3 separate regions of the Oryctolagus cuniculus genome follow, and all the other regions are linked to region 1. A link is a contact called in public Hi-C and Micro-C data. All regions are on one chromosome and are shown on one strand. Each heading gives the region's core, a stretch centred on a gene start, on an enhancer-like site or on the middle of the called end of the contact. The rest is flanking DNA. Distances are from core to core; before and after follow the strand shown.

Region 1 (2,836 bases), core at 229-2,728:
TGTATATTATGTATATTTTTGTCTTGCAAGAATGATGTCCTGATTTTTTGTTAGCCTGTAAAACTGTAAATTGTTTATCTATAATCTAGCAATCTCAGTCTAACATTCTTTTTCATTTTAAAAAATGTTTATTTTTACTTATTTGAAAGGTAGAGTGACAGAGAGAGGCAGAAGGAGGGGGAGGGAGAGAGAGAATCTTTCATCTGCTCATTCACTTCCCAAATGCTTGCACTAGCTGGGGCTGAGCCAGGCTGAAGCCAAGAGCCTGGAACTCCATTCGAACCTCTTAGAACTCAAGGACTTGAGCCATCACTGCTGCCTCCAAGGACGCGCAGGTGCAGGAAGCTGGATTGGAAGTGAAAGAGTTGAGACTCGAACTAGGCACCCTGATATGGGATTCTGGTGTCCCAAACAGTGGCTTAACCCACTGTACCACAACATCCACTCCTCCTTTTTGTTTTAACAATGCTTTTCCTGGTGGATTATACAAACTCTCCTCAAGTGCTCTTAGACTCAGCTTTACCATCTAACGATGCAGTCATTAATGATTTGAACAAAACCTTTGACATGTGTCCATTCTGTATTTGAAGAGTCATGGTTTTAGCATCTCAATAAATTATCCTCCCACGTTGCGGATTCACCTCTATCCATACTTCCCTCTCTTCTGCGATTGCTCACCCTTCAGATACGAGTCACCTTGGATGCCTCATTGAGAATGCAGAGTCCCCAGCACCCCTTTCAGAGCCTCTAATTCAGGGTGTGTGTGATGTGCATTTTAATAAGCAACTTAGGAGATTCTAAGGCTGGTAATCCTCAGACACCTCGACACCTTGAGAAAGCCAACTGGGTGCTGGCGATGATCTTAATGCCATATTGGCCATCATTGGTCACAGAGGACAGGGGTTGCACGTTGAAGTCTTGGGATGGACTGGAGTCCCAACAGTCCATTTTCCTCACTTTCAGGTTGGATGTGGCATCTCATGTCAGATGTTCATTCACCCCTTAGCTGTATTAGTACGGAGGTGGTGCAGGGGTGACCAGGAATCTGTATATATAGTTTACACTACATGAGTTTGCTGACATTCAACTCTTTATTGGCCCCACATAAGTGCTTTTTTTTTTTAGTCAATTTAATAACTCCTCAGGTGTTTCTAACTTGAAGCTGATTTGGCAGCCAACCTGCAAACACAACTGGGACAGGGGAGTTCCAATATTTGAGCAAAGGGCTTCGCAGTTTCCATCAAAATTTAAGGACTCTATTTCCAGAAAACTCACCAAGTACAACTTTTTGCGTATCATCTCAGGGGGGATTTATGAACTCCTTAAAGGTCCAAGGACTCGAGGTTAGTTCTGTTTCACAAATTTCTTTTTGAAGGCTGCATTCATGAGGAGTAGAGCTTTGCTGCCACCTACTGCCATGTGGGTCTTATTCAACATGGGCTTGTTCTACTGCCTTGCCACGCAAGGTCTTCCAAGTTTGGCATTTTGTAGGAGGTATAAAAAGCTCCTGTCTCACACCAGCTAACACGGTAGTGCAGTTCTAGGTGACACTGGGTACACCGTTCATCATTCACACATTGCATTGAACTATCGTCACCACAGGTGTGGGGACAATTTGTGCTTCAGTGGAATACTAGACACTGTCTAGAGCGTACCTTCAGGCTTACTTGATTCTTATTCTGAGGAAGCTTAGTTTACAATGAAAATTACATCCTGTTCACTTCCCTCCTCCACTGTGAAAGGAGCTGGTTTGCCTCTATTTGCCTATTTGTTTCAACATTTCTGGTCTAGGCGTATCTGTTCTTTGGATTCTCCTTTGAACTGGTCATAACACCTGGCTTGTTCCCTCATTAAGAGTTAAATAAAATTGTTAACACATGCTCATTTGCTGTCTGTATAAGAGGCCTAAAACTGTTTTTTTTTTTTTTTATCCCATTATTCTTTAAAAAGAGCCAAAGTTGTATTATACCTGATTCCCATCTAAGAGGGCACTGGCCCTTTTCTTAAAAGCCCCGGGCCAGCATTGTGACATAGCAGGTTAAGCAGCAGCCTGTGATGCCGGCATCCCATATGGGCACCAGTTCGAGTCCTGTCCACTTCCGATCCAGCTTCCTGCAAATACACCTGGGAAAACAGTGGAATGCACCCAAGCAGGAGACCCAGTAGAAGCTCCTGGCTCCTGGCTTCAGTCTGACCCACCCCTGTCCATTGTGGCCATTTGGGGAGTGAACCAGGGGATGGAGGCTGGCTCTCTCTTTCCCTTTGTCTCTCCTTCTCTCTCTGTAACTCTTTCAAATAAATATTTTTTAAAAAATTATCCAATTAAGGAGATGCTCAATGCTGTAATTTTTTTAAAGATTTATTTATTTTATGTGAAAGTTAGAGTTACAGAGAAGTAGAGGCAGAGAGAGGTCTTCCATGCACTGGTTCACTCCCCAGATGGCCCAACAGCCGGAGATGCACTGATCTGAAGCCAGGAGCCAGGAGCTTCTTCTGGGTCTCCCATGTAGGTTCAGGGTCCCAAGGACTTGAGCCATCTTCTGCTTTCCCAGGCCACAGCAGAGAGCTAGATAGGAAGTGGAACAGCCAGGACTCGAACCGGTGCCCATATGGGATGCCGGCACTGCAGGCAGCGGCTTTTTACCTGCTACACCACAGCGCTGGCCCTGTAATTTTTTGATATATTAAAAAATCCCACCTCCCTCCTTTTCCTTACTGCTTTATTAAAACAGGTGACTAAAACTAACCCTCATTGCCTGGGAGGAGGTATGTAGCAAAGCAAACAAACTACAAGTAAACAGCAAGCAAAAAAAGGAGTTTGTAAATCTGGATTTTG
Region 2 (2,891 bases), core at 122-2,621, 650 kb before region 1:
TCATGGGGCTGGTAGGGGGGTTCCAATGCGTGAAGACCCTGACTTCTGGCCCTCAGTGCCCCTCCTTAGAGCAGTCCACTGTGACAGGAAGGAGAAAAGAACATCTTCAAGGCCAGGTTCAAGCAGAGAAAGTGGGGATGATTTTCCCCATCCTATGACTCCCCAATCCCAACCCCTTGGTGTGCTTCCTGGACTATGTCACCTATTCACTGTAGCCAAAACCAGCTGGATTGGAAGCAGAGTCTTAGCCGCTTGGCCACCCTCTGACTTCAGTCCTACGACAGGTGATTTCTACAAGCTGGGGGTATTCACCAAGAAAGGTCCCCTCCCCAGAATGGGAGCTGTGCTCTCTTCGTTGGAGGTCCTTGTTTTGTTGGGTTCTTCCTGCTGCTTCTGGCCTGCTCTGTGCTTCCTTTTGCCTGGACCCCACTTTGCCTTAGTGGGGCAGGCCGCACTTTCTTCCAGCTTCATGAAAGAATGGGTGAACATACAGAAGGCAAGAGGAAAAGAGTTGTAGTTCTGGGCCTGCTTATGCCTCCAAGCTCCACCTCCTATTGACGTGGCCACATCACATACTCCTAAACTCCTCGACACCTCATGACGCCTAAACTCCTGACCCCTCATACGCCCTCCTTCTTGTCCTTGAGAGGTAGAAGAAAAAGCTGCAGAGAAAACCTCTGCACCACCAAGAGGCTAGCACATGCAGTCAACAGCAAATACAAAACTCTACCGAAAACCCATGTCACCCACAAGCTCTTAGCAATGAGGAGTGAGTTTGGAGAACAGGTAGATTGGGAGATTGGGATCCCCAGTTCCCCACTTAAAAAATATTCTCCTCTGTAAGTTCAGTTGGGCCTTCTCTTCCTCTTGCCCCCATTTTGGCACACCTTTTGATTAGTGTTGACACCTAGAAATGATGGGAAGCCAGACTGGATCCTTAGTATCTCAGCTCTGGCCCAGGTAGCCCATTCCTCCATGAACAGGAATTGTAGATTGTATGCACTCATGCAGTGCCACACTAGGCCAGCAGGGGTCTGACATTAGTTGCTTTTAACCCCAAATAACTGACTTTGCAGTGTGATGGCTCCGTGAATGAACTTGAAGTGAAGAGCTAACAGCCACGGTTTGAGAAAGCAGAACTTGTAAGTATAAATAATGCATCCATTTTTGTAGTAGGCCTATAAACAGCCAAGCCCACAGGGCATCGATTTTCCTTATCCACAATGAAGTGCTTGGTTTAATCCAGTTTCCATGTTTAGCCAGAAAATACATTCATAAAGAAAGCTACCTTAATCCGGGAGCTTTGGGCCGTCCAGATTTCTGGCTGAAACTATTCACCAGTTGCTGTTTGTTCTCTAAGGAAGATGCCATGTTGGCCAAAGGTGAGGTAATAGAAAACAGTCAACGTCTTAAAAAGCATGAGGTCAGTGTTTGTAGGTCACACTGAAGTCAGTGTTTCAAATTGAGAGCTCCAGTCTTTATGTTGTCCTTGAATATATTTTTATGGTGGGTGATGATTCGAAATACCTAAGAGAAGTATTGTGCCTACCAGTTTTCAAAGTCCTTTCACACCCAGTGTCACATTGGGTCTTTGTTACAAGAAAGAAACTATGAGTCTCATAATCTGGCCAGTGAAGTCAAGGCTCAGAGAGGTGAAGGGAGCTTCCTGAGGACACACAGCTCGTAAAGGCAGAGCTGGCAATTCCCATGCCAATGCACCAGTTTGAGTCTGTGTGCATTAAAGGACTTTAACGTGTGCAAGATGTATACAATGCAACCTTGTTCTTTTGTCAGCAAGCAGCCTGATTTAACTTAGTATCTATTTATGGTTTATTGCATTGCTCAAAACTAAAGACACTGTAATTTCTTTAAATCGAGGGTTGCGTGCTTTTCATTAAGCACACCTACCTTCCCATCACACAGCCCTGTTCTAGGTTCTGCTTTCCCAAGAGATGATAGGAAGTGGCGAGAATCACATCTACGCAGACTCTGAATTTCTCTGTGTCCTCATCAGGCCGCTTCTGTCAGAGAAAGCCTGACCGTCTTCACGCAGCAGCCTGATGCGCCAGATGCTGCTATTTTTCTGGATGAGGATTAGGCAGGGGGCAGCTGCCTTGCCCGGGGTCACATGACAACCAAGGGCTGGGGCTGAGATCTGTGCCCAGGTAGCCAGCGCAGCCTGTCTCTTTCCAGGTTCGCAGTCACTGTACACACCAACAGCAGGCACTCCCCAGATGGCGCAGAAGAGGTACAAGGAAGCGCTCCTTCTCCACACGAATCCGGGGTGGTTGTGAGGACTATTTAAAACACGTGGCATTGATATACTTTGGAGAATGGGGGGAAAGTGTTACAGGTTCAAAAGAAATGCAGGGGCCAGCGCTGCGGTGTAGCGGGTAAAGCCACTGCCTGCAGTGCCGGCATCCCATATGGGCTCCAGTTCAAGTCCCAGCTGCTCCACTTCCGATCTAGCTCTCTGCTGTGACCTGGGAAAGCAATAGAAGATGATCCAAGTCCATGGGTCTCTGCACCCATGTGGAAGACCCGGAAGAAGCTCCTGGCTCCTGGCTTCGGATCAGCACAGCTCCGGCCGTTGTGGCCAATTGGGGAGTGAACCAGCAAATGAAAGACATCTCTCTCTCTCTCTCTCTCTCTCTCTCTCTCTTCTCTGTCTCTCCTTCTCTTTGTAACTCAGCCTTTCAAATAAATAAATCTAAAAAAGAAAAAGAAATGCAGCATAGATCTGAAAAGAACTTTATAGACAAGATTCTCATCTTGAAACCAGCTGCTGGGGCTGTGTGAGACCCTTAGCACATTTTCTCCCCTCCCTTTTACTTAAAGGTCTAATGACTCAAGGCACAACGAAGGAAAGCTCTGATGATTTGCCACAGCCC
Region 3 (2,931 bases), core at 384-2,883, 820 kb before region 1:
AAGGCAGAAACAGAATGCCTTTTAATGAATTAATACATTTTCATCTATCCATATGGGACTCATAGTAATCTCAGCACAGACAAGGGATATAAAAAGCCATGATTCAGTCACCAGTGCAGTTGCGAATAAATTCAAAAAAGACCCCCACGCTTCGGCCCATATGTACTTCCACACCAGGGACAACACAGCATGGTTACACCGGGTCAGCACTTGCAGACTCCAAATGCGGTTTTCTGATGCCTCTGCTCAGCTACAAACATTGGAGTGTCTGTCCTATAACCCTAGAACATTCTTTCTAAAGAGAATCAGGGCCAGCTACTGAGGTAGTACCATTGAAACGCCCCTGCGCACCTGATGGAGAGAATACAAAGAAGAAAAAGAGCAAGGGGAAGGAAACAGATTTCAAACTCTGGCTTTCAAACAGGCAGATTCCACCTACCTTCCCAACCTGTGTCTCATTTGGGAGCAGCCAGGTTTGGATCTGGGACACACTGAGGCAGAAAGGGAAAGGAAAGAACAGATTAAATTCCAAGAGGTGCATTCCTGGAGGACTGAACCCAGGGGTGGCTGGAAGATATGTTGGTGTTTTTGTTTGCACCTCAAACCCCCATCTCACCCCCACTTCTGTTTTCCTTAAACCAGTACATCAAATGCAACATAGGGCTATTTTTGTTTCATTGAAAATCACATTTGGGGAATACAGGACTGACAAGCGACAGAGTGGAAAACCTAAGCATCCTGATTTGATTAAATCATGTTAAGTCTCTCAAGTGCCTTGCAGCCAGGACCCCTGAACGTGACTTTGAGCCTCTGCACTTGCTAACCGTGGGGTCTGGAGCAAGCCTGCCTTCTCAGTGCCTCGGTTTCCTCGAGAGCACAACAGTATCATTTCTATTGGGAAGTCGTCCCTGGCACCTCTGCGCCAGCACGAGGTTGGGTCCCAGGTTATAACGGTGCGCCCTGGGAACGGATCTGGGGGTTTATACACCGTTTGTGTCCAGAGCTCAGGACAGTGGCTTTGTTGAGGGATCCACCCATGACTGGGAACCAGCCCAGGTATTCCACGTGCCCAGCGCGGTTTCAAGCCCTGTTGAGTCCCTTGGGAGAGGCGCAACCTCAAAGCTCGCAGTGACCAGGAGCGGGGAGCACGCTCGAGAAAGGGGGGTGCTGGTGCAAAGTTGTGAGCCACCAAGGGTGCCTCTTCCCGCCTGCAGCCCCATCCTCGGTGGCTCGGAGAGATTACCGGGGGCTGACACAAGGCAACGTGAGCCTCACTGTCGCAAACGGAGAAAGCATAGGGACCCGCCCTGACTCTTGCGCCCGGAGTGCGGGGAGGTGAGTGGGGGGTCCGGCGGAACTTCGCGGGAGACCGGACGCTGCCCGGGCCAGCACCCGGCGAGCACCCCACGCAGCGAGGGCCAGGCCCGCCGCGGACGCCGAGCCTGCGCCGTCCCCTTCGGAGCCCCAGCGCGGGCGCAGCCGGCTGTGCTTCCTCCTACCCCTAAGCCTCCGACCGAGCCTAGGGCCGTCTCTCCGGCTTGTACGGCGCCATCGCCGCTTTAAGGGGAAGAGGACGGGAAGGGGGCGGGGGAGCGGGGGGCGGGGAGTGGCGGCGGAGGAGGGGGAGGGGGATCCCCCTCGCTCCCACGTGGTGCGGGCGCCTGTGAATCGCGCCCGCCGGAGGGTCTCACAGCGAAATACAAAAGCAGCTGGGAAGCGGCGGCGAGGCGAGTTCCCAGCGCCGCACAGAGCCCCGCAGCGCCCGGCGGCCGCCATGGGGCTGAGGCGCCCGAAGCCCCGGAGCCAACGAGCGGCCCGGCCCACCTCGCCGCCGGGACCTGGGCGCCCCGGCTCGGCTTGAAGCGGCGGCGGCGGCGGTGGCGGTGGCGGCGGCACCGGCGCGGCCACAGGAGCATGGGCAGGAGGATGCGGGGTGCCGCCGCCACCGCGGGGCTCTGGCTGCTGGCGCTGGGCTCGCTGCTGGCGCTATGGGGCGGGCTCCTGCCGCCGCGGACAGAGCCGCCCGCCTCGGGGCCGCCCGAAGACCGACTCCCGCGCCTCGCAGCCCGGATCGGCGGCCCGGCACCCGCGCCTCGCTTCCCTCTGCCCCCGCCTCTGGCCTGGGACGCCCGCGGCGGCTCCTTGAAAACTTTCCGGGCGCTGCTCACCCTGGCTGCCGGCGCTGACGGCCCGCCCCGGCGGCCCCCGGGCGAGCGCAAGCGGCACGTGCCAGCCGGGCGGTCCCGGCCGGAGGAGGAGAGCGCCGCCGTGCACGGGGGCGTCTTCTGGAGCCGGGGCCTGGAGGAGCAGGTGCCCCGGGGCTTCTCCGAGGCCCAGGCGGCGGCGTGGCTGGAGGCGGCGCGCAGCGCCCGGGTGGTGGCCCTGGAGCGCGGGGGCTGCGGGCGCAGCTCCAACCGACTGGCTCGCTTCGCCGACGGCACCCGCGCCTGCGTGCGCTACGGCATCAACCCCGAGCAGATCCAGGGCGAGGCCCTGTCCTACTACCTGGCGCGCCTGCTGGGCCTCCAGCGCCACGTGCCGCCGCTGGCGCTGGCTCGGGTGGAGGCGCGGGGCGCACAGTGGGCGCAGGTGCACGAGGAGCTGCGCGCGGCTCACTGGACCGAGGGCAGCGTCGTGAGCCTGACGCGCTGGCTGCCCAACCTCACGGACGTGGTGGTGCCCGCGCCCTGGCGCTCGGAGGACGGCCGTCTGCGGCCCCTACGCGGCGCTGGGGGCGAGCTGGCCAACCTCAGCCAGGCGGAGCTGGTGGACCTGGTGCAATGGACAGACTTGATCCTCTTCGACTACCTGACGGCCAACTTCGACAGGCTCGTAAGCAACCTCTTCAGCTTGCAGTGGGACCCGCGCGTCATGCAGCGCGCCACGAGCAACCTGCACCGGGGCCCCGGCGGGGCGCTGGTCTTTCTGGAC

The links. Hi-C and Micro-C count contacts between places; a contact is called where the count stands out from the background.
Region 2: a contact with region 1 is called in a Hi-C map of an unstated tissue, with 2.5 times the contacts expected there. The contact joins two enhancer-like sites. A contact is called at or near these places in 2 of 6 Hi-C or Micro-C datasets (ear pinna and an unstated tissue).
Region 3: a Micro-C map of ear pinna shows a contact between it and region 1, with 11 times the contacts expected there. The contact joins the promoter of FJX1 here to the enhancer-like site in region 1. A contact is called at or near these places in 4 of 6 Hi-C or Micro-C datasets (ear pinna, embryonic fibroblasts, skin fibroblasts and 1 more).

What each region holds. Positions count from the first base shown.
Region 1 is chr1:29,552,138-29,554,973 of mOryCun1.1, reverse strand. All of the region lies in intron 8 of PRR5L (proline rich 5 like), which reads left to right. Among named protein-coding and RNA genes, the nearest start is that of TRAF6, 23 kb to the right of the region's middle. Within about 2 kb of position 1,478, at least 1 of the 8 cell types and tissues checked has an H3K27ac peak or open chromatin away from gene starts, as enhancers often do.
Region 2 is chr1:30,201,036-30,203,926 of mOryCun1.1, reverse strand. No RefSeq gene overlaps it. Among named protein-coding and RNA genes, the nearest start is that of TRIM44, 120 kb to the left of the region's middle. Within about 2 kb of position 1,371, at least 1 of the 8 cell types and tissues checked has an H3K27ac peak or open chromatin away from gene starts, as enhancers often do.
Region 3 is chr1:30,374,832-30,377,762 of mOryCun1.1, reverse strand. FJX1 (four-jointed box kinase 1) reads left to right here and starts at 1,633. Exons shown (of 1, transcript XM_002709052.5): 1 at 1,633-2,931. The coding sequence starts at 1,915.